Regions from separate parts of the Mus musculus genome. Here region 1 is linked to region 2. The links are chromatin contacts, called in public Hi-C maps. All regions are on one chromosome and are shown on one strand. The core of a region is the stretch at or near the end of the contact, and the rest is flanking DNA. Distances in the headings are between cores, read along the strand shown. Region 1 holds the start of Sectm1b (secreted and transmembrane 1B). Region 2 has its middle 8.4 kb from the start of Gm30062.

Evidence for each region. Hi-C and Micro-C count contacts between places; a contact is called where the count stands out from the background.
Region 1: a contact with region 2 is called in a Hi-C map of CD8 T cells, with 2.0 times the contacts expected there. The contact joins the promoter of Sectm1b here to the enhancer-like site in region 2. A contact is called at or near these places in 4 of 39 promoter capture datasets (the 3T3-L1 cell line, hippocampal neurons, liver and 1 more), 5 of 15 datasets of contacts at CTCF or cohesin (CD8 T cells, the G1E-ER4 cell line, the NIH/3T3 cell line and 1 more), 32 of 484 Hi-C or Micro-C datasets (the AML12 cell line, B cells, the C2C12 cell line and 21 more), 6 of 115 datasets of contacts at active chromatin or transcription factors (Th17 cells, astrocytes, bone marrow-derived dendritic cells and 2 more) and 1 of 9 other capture datasets (liver).

The regions. Positions count from the first base shown.
Region 1 is chr11:121,061,683-121,064,877 of GRCm38.p6, forward strand. It overlaps Sectm1b (secreted and transmembrane 1B), which reads right to left and starts at 1,887. Exons shown (of 5, transcript NM_026907.3): 1 at 1,835-1,887; 2 at 1,514-1,621.
Region 2 is chr11:121,016,153-121,019,584 of GRCm38.p6, forward strand. No RefSeq gene overlaps it. Among named protein-coding and RNA genes, the nearest start is that of Gm30062, 8.4 kb to the left of the region's middle. Within about 2 kb of position 1,744, at least 14 of the 459 cell types and tissues checked have an H3K27ac peak or open chromatin away from gene starts, as enhancers often do. A contact at or near this core is called in CD8 T cells, where this site is marked.

The DNA of each region.
Region 1 (3,195 bases), core at 637-3,136, 46 kb after region 2:
ACACATCCACGCCCACACACACTCTCTCTCTCACACACATTTTTAATGTCTTTTTCCGGGTGTAGTTGCACCTGGCTTTAATCCTAGCACTCTGGAGGAACAGACAGCAGAAAATAACAAAGAAGATAGGGCTGTCTGCCAAGCTGCTGAAAGCCCTGCTGCCAAGTCTAACTGCTGGGTTTGATCCTTCGGATCTACGGAGCTGAAGGAGACAAACTTGAAGTTTGATTCTCCACAGCTAGTGTGGCTCTGGCTTTTCTCCAGAGTCCTAGCTGCTCCATATCATGTCCTAACACGAGAGTTCTCAGCCTTCTTCCAGCGGACTTGGGTTATGTGCCACCCTTGTGAGGGTGAGATCCTCAAGAGGGAGAAGATGGCATTATTTCTCTTTCAGGCCTCTATTTTGTCTGTGGACCCAGATCCCAGCCACCTTGTCTCTCAGGCCCTGGGAACTTCTGGGTTTTTCCCAGCTATAACAGGACCTCTTTACTTAAGTCAACAGAATGACCAGAAGTAGGCTGAATCTGTGTCCACCTTGCTTGCATCTGTGTTCTTTTGGCTCCAGCTCATGATCAGCTCTGCATATAAGTATGGCAGTTACTCAAGGAGCCTTTGTCTAACGCCCATGAACTCCTCATGGCTGAGGAGACAAAGAACGGGAGTCTCTGAAGCATCTGTTGGCTTTCGTAGTGTCATGTTCCAGATCCCCCCGAAATGCATGAAAAGTCTCTAGTCATTGTTCTTAGTTTGCAGTGATCCAGGGTGTCAGAATAACATTCTCACAGATCCCTTAACACAGTCACCCCAGCAGGAGGAGCCACCTTTTCGGAACCCCATTATCCCTCAACCAGGACTTATTGGCAGCACCCTATCAGAACTGAGATAGTGATCAACCAGACTACGCTGTGACCAGGACTTCTTAACGATGTAGACCCTTCCCACTCCTCTATTTAAGCCCAAAGCTCATGTTAGTACCTTAAAGATGGGTTGACAGACTTTGTTGCCATTCTTGCCCAAGGACTGTGTGGGTTAAGTCCCTTCCCTGTATTTTTATTTGATTCCTTAGGGGAGATCTCTGTTTCAGGACTCAGCTGGCACAGCCAACATGGTATGTCACCTTTCTGACACTCCCTTCCCAATGCCTTTGCTGGATCTCCTGATGGAAATGATGCCATGACCTATGTCCACCAGTTATGAGTGCTGAGCCCCAAAGGAGATAGAAGCAGATCTGACCCCATCCCATGCAACACAATGGCCTTCAGCTCAGCTGGGAGTTGCATGCATGGAGCCTCAAGGATTTTGCAGAAGAAAGTCACAAGAAGAACCTTCAACCCCACAGCCAGACGTTGGCTTCTACTTATGTTAAGATGAGACCCAAACAACAGGACCCACACAGGTCACTGACTGAGCATAACATAGAGTCTTGATTCTCTGAGTGACCAGCCTCAGAAATTCACCCGTGTCAACTGCAGCTCACCTGTGTGCACCAAATCCCTCCCCCTGGCTTACGTACTCATGATCAGATGACAAGAAAGAATGCTCTGTTCTCTTCTTCCCATTCAGTTCACACCGAAGAACCCAGCTGCTGCACCTGCTCCTCCTGGAGCTTGGTGGGAGGCACCTGGAGAGACACAGATCCACTCTGCTCCTGATGTCCAGGGTGCCTGGACACTCCTCAGCCTCACCTTTACTCTGGACAAATCACTGAGACACAGGCATCCAATAAACAGAGGGTCCCAGAGAGGCTGCAGCCAGGGACACCCTGCCTGAGGGTCTCACCCCACATGCTTTAGAGCCCCAACACTCTGGGTGCCACCTCCCCTCCAGTTCTCACCTGCATGTGTGCTCCAGCTTCTTACCTGCTTCTCTGGCAATGAACTCTGGTGTAGCCCTTGCTGAGCTCATCCTGACCTGAGGGCGTGTCAGGGAGGAGGCGGTCCAAGTACCACCCGTTCTCATACCCAAGGGACTGCATTAATCCAGGAAGAAAACAAACTTCGGGAAAGAGTGTCATTTGCAGGAACTACCCTGAGTCCACACAACAGTGATGAGTTTCTGAGTGACTCCTTCATTAAAACATTTTAATTGAAAGCGGCTTTTAGCTACTTGCCTTAGGAGCACGGGAAGAAAGTCTAGGCTTTTCCTAGGCTAGTCATGGCTGCGGTCAGTGTTTGATTCAGGGCTCAGGGACTGCTCATTTAGGGGGACTTGTCTCCCTGCATGGGACATCACAGGCAAGAAGACTCTGGGCAACCACACAGGGAAAGGCAGGAGCCTAGTGCCCACACTGGACACAGTGCATGGGCTCCACATTCACAGGGTTCCCAGATATCCCTAGTGCCAACGTTAGAGAGAGGATCAGATAACCATGATCCCATGATTGTAGTATCCCTCCGGCAAGGCTTAGGCTACCAGACCGGAGGTAGGGGTCCTTGGGATGGTGGGGCAAGGATGTCCTGTGGTAAGGAATCTTGAAGGGCAGCTAAAGGTTCCGTGTCTCACCCCAAACATTAAAACACCTTTGTTGTCTCAGTGAAAACTCACCGTGAAAGTGAAACTAGGTGATTTGTTTTGAAACCACAAGGCAGGGACAACAACATTACAAGTCTTTCCCAGTGACAGTTCCAACTCTGAGGTCAGTGTCTACAGGTGATGATGCAGCTTAGCCTTCTGGAGAGTCTGTGTGCAAAAATCCCACCCCGGTGTGTACACGGTCTCAGTGTGTATACAGTCCTGCTGTGGTCTCACTGGCAGACACAGCTGCTTGTGTCCTAGCTCCACTAGGAGTCACCTTCTGCACATTCTCTGATCAGAAGTTGTGACATCTCCTGTCTCACCCACAGAGTTTTCAGAGATTTATGCTCCAAGGTCACTCTCAATTTCCTCAGCAGGATCTGCTGAGAATTTAGGAGTGCTGGGTATCTATTTCCTGTTGTCCTCTGTCCTCTGTGGCTTAATCCTATTTTTAATTTCTCTCTCTCTCTTTCTCTCCCTCTCTCCCCCCTCTCTCTCTCTTCCCCCTCTCTCCCCCTCCCTCCTTCTTCCCCTCCCTCCCATCTTCTCCCCTCCCCTTTGTGTGTGTGTGTCCTACCTTAGGCACTATTCACAGTTTTGAAGCAGGGTCTTTTGTTGGCCTGGCTTTCACCAGGTATGCCAGTGAGTCTGAGAGAGCGGTACCTCCTCAGTGCTGGAATT
Region 2 (3,432 bases), core at 494-2,993:
GGAACATGGTGACCAGGTTGTTTGGTTGCTGTGGGGCATTTTAAGACTCATGAGAAATGAAACATTGCTTAAGGGCCGCCTTGGAGGGTGTTCTCTATGGTGTGATGCAGGCGTTGTTGTCACCAGGGAGTCAGGATGGCCGTGGAGATGGAGGAGCAGCTGGAGGCCTGTGCTTCCTGTGGCCTGGACAGAGAAGAGGAAGCATCCATATGTGATCCAGGAGACAGAGGCTAAAGAATGCCTCGGCCCTCCAGGCTGGTCTCAGAGCTTTTCCATCAATGGCTGAGGGCCCTCCCAGCACTAGAGGGTGGTCCAGGTTGGCCTCAAACTTCTGCAAAGATCTCTATGAAGAGATGGACTCTCCAAATTTCAGTCAGCCCTTTAGAGTCGGTAATGAAGAAACACACAGAAAGATAGAAACAGACAGACAGACACACACACACTCATAGAGAGAAAGGCAGAGAGACAGGGAGATATAGACACACAGAGAGACATAGAGAGAGAAACAGAGAAAGATGAAGAGACATAGAGTTATAGACACACACACACAGAGACAGAGACACAGAGATACAGACAGAGAAACACAGACATGCAGAGAGACAGAGAGATAGACACAGAGAGACAGAGAGATAAACACACAGAGACAAAGAGAGACAGAGACACAGAGAGAAGGGGAAGGAAAGGAAGGAACAAAGAGATACAGACACACACAGAGAGACTGAGATACAGACACACACATACAAAGAGAGAGACAGAGAGATAAAGACACACACACACACAGACTGAGATACAAACACACACATACAAAGACAGAGAGACAGAGAGATAAAGACACACACATACACACACACACACAGAGAGAGAGAGAGAGAGATCCTCATTGGCTTACTATAAATATATGAGCAGACAGGGATAAATGGGACAGGGAAGACTACCTGGTCCCTCCCAGCCACACTTTCTGTTAGTGATCAGGCAGTCACACTGGCCTGCTCTCAGGGACTTAGCAGCAGCTTCTGCTGTCAGGTGCACCAGGCACATGCTGTGCATAAAAGTGCCTCCGGTCACCCCAGATATCTCTCTCTCTGTCTCTGTCTCTGTCTCTTGTCTCTGTCTCTGTCTGTCTCTGTCTGTCTCTGTCTCTCTCTCTCGTTTCTCATGTCTCCTCTGTGTCTCCTGTTCACTCTCTGTCTCCCTGTCTGCTTGTTGGCCTGTCTGCCTCTATTTCTCCCTCACGTGCCCACTTTGAGACAGCTTTTTGCTCTCCCCTCCCTCAGTAAACCTTACACTAGATCTGTTGCCTGGTGTAATCTCTAGGGACACCCCTTGGCATGGGCCTGTCAAAGGTACCCCGCTCCTCTTCACATTTTAGCTTTAGCTTATCACTTTCCCTTCCAAAACAACAACTCCTCCTGGGTCCCTGGAGACAATGCTTCCTTCAGACAAGCACAGATGGGTATCCTTCTTTCATGAGACATCTTTATCTGTGTTGTCCAAATGGGCCTAAGTGATGGCCATCTCCTGCTTCCTTGACACTCATCCAGCTTCATTCTCTTTCCCGCTCTTCTTCCCTAGTGGGGAAAGTGAGGTGTGCAGGGTGGACCAAGGGAACTGTGTTGGTAGAGGTGAGAAGGGTCACTCCCCTTTCTATTAACAAGGAAACTCTCAGGGCACAGACTCAGCCCAGCCCTTCCACAGAAAGGTGGTCCTATCTGAGCATGCTGTCCTCACTTCTGCTCTGTCTGGCCACCAGAGGGCAGACAGCCCTTCTTAGAACTGCGACTGGCCTTGGACTCTGCCTCTCTGTGCTAGAGTCCTCTGGTCTGCCCCTGCCCAAACCTAAGTGCCAGCCTTTTCCAGGACATTCCCTACCTCCAGGGCTAAGTTTCTAAATGGTTCCTAGAGCGTGCTATACTGGCATCAAGACAGAATGGTCCCAGTGTCCCCAGGGTGGTGGGACCACTCAGTGATCATGTTGAGAAACCTTCCTGGAACAGCAAAAGGACAGCAAAAGCCTCGACTGATCCTGGATAAGGGCAGGTGGGGCATATCTGGAGGATTCCTGATCAGGGAAGGAGAGGGGAAGAAGGGGGGAGGGGAAGGGGGAGGGAAAGAGACTGCCTGCTTGGACATTGTAGAAGGAGGGTCCACAGGGGGTCGTGGACCATGGTGCCATGTGAAATACTAGTGTGAGATACTCTTCCTCAGTCTCCTAGAGCTAGGCTCAGCCTCAGGCTCAGGTGGGTGGTACCAGGGTACTGAGCAGAGGTTTGAGATTTCTGCAGATAGGATGGGCAGGAGAGAATCATGAGAAAAATCTACAGATTCTTAGGGAAGATAGCATGACTCATGTCAGACATAAAAAAACAAGGCTCCCTAGGAGGAGGAAGACTTTCCAGCTCAGATATCAGGGCCAGCTGAAACAGACAAGTCCGGGGGGCAAAGGGACACCTGACCTGGAAGTGGAATGGACACTGAGAGAAGCTCAGGGAGGTGTCAATGCTTATGAGATGTCCCAGGATACACATGGTGTCCTGGGAAATGGGAGGAGGGAGATGGCTCTACTCCTAAGTGCCTGTCTTTCAATGTCTTGGGGGATGACCTGACTGGGGCCATGTCCTAGGTCAGTCTCAGTGAGACTGAGGAGAGTCAGTGTGTCCCTGGGGTTCCAGGGCAGGTGGTGGCAGATGCAGAAAAAAGGGTAACTATCGGGGCTCCCTACTTTTTTCTAAACCCCCCTTTCCTAGTCTCTTATGCCCCACAAGTAGTGGATTGCTTTTGGCAGCAGATATGGAGCCAGGAAGAGGAAACTTGACTGAGGTCCCATCCAGACTTGGCCTGGTCTTTTGTGAGGCCCCCCTCCCAGGTGTGAAAGGCTAAGATGGCCTTTGAGCATTTGTGGCTGAGAGTCTGAGGTCTGTGGTCCCTGCAAAGAGAGAAGGGATAGAGTAAGAGGTGGGGAAAGAGGTGAGCGGGGGTGTGGGGGGGGGGAGTGTTCTGGGGACAAAGGTCAGTTCAGGGTGTGCTGGCCATGGCTCTGACCTTTTCATGGTTCCCCACACTTGAGTGAGAATTTGGGGCCCCCTCTCTGGATGTGTTCAAAAGACAAGGACCAGGGCCCTGAAAATTGGGTCTGGAAACCACCTGGCTCTTGGTGGGTCTTGGGCTTGGTCTCTTGCTGTCCCTGTGACCTGTAACACACTGATAGGTCGGTTCTTCATGGGCTCAGGGCATCTGAGATCTTCATGCTGAGCCTGGGGGAGGGGCTTGTAGGGGGAAACTATCCCCTCACTAATGATTTATGAGAACCAGGATGTAGCTCTCTCACCCCAGTTGTTTCTTGTGTTTTTCTCAGTGGTCTGTGGAGGACCTTGTACTCTGACTTGGGCGCCATCACAGGCCCATAGGGGAGCAGGATGCACCTAGTTTCTGGGG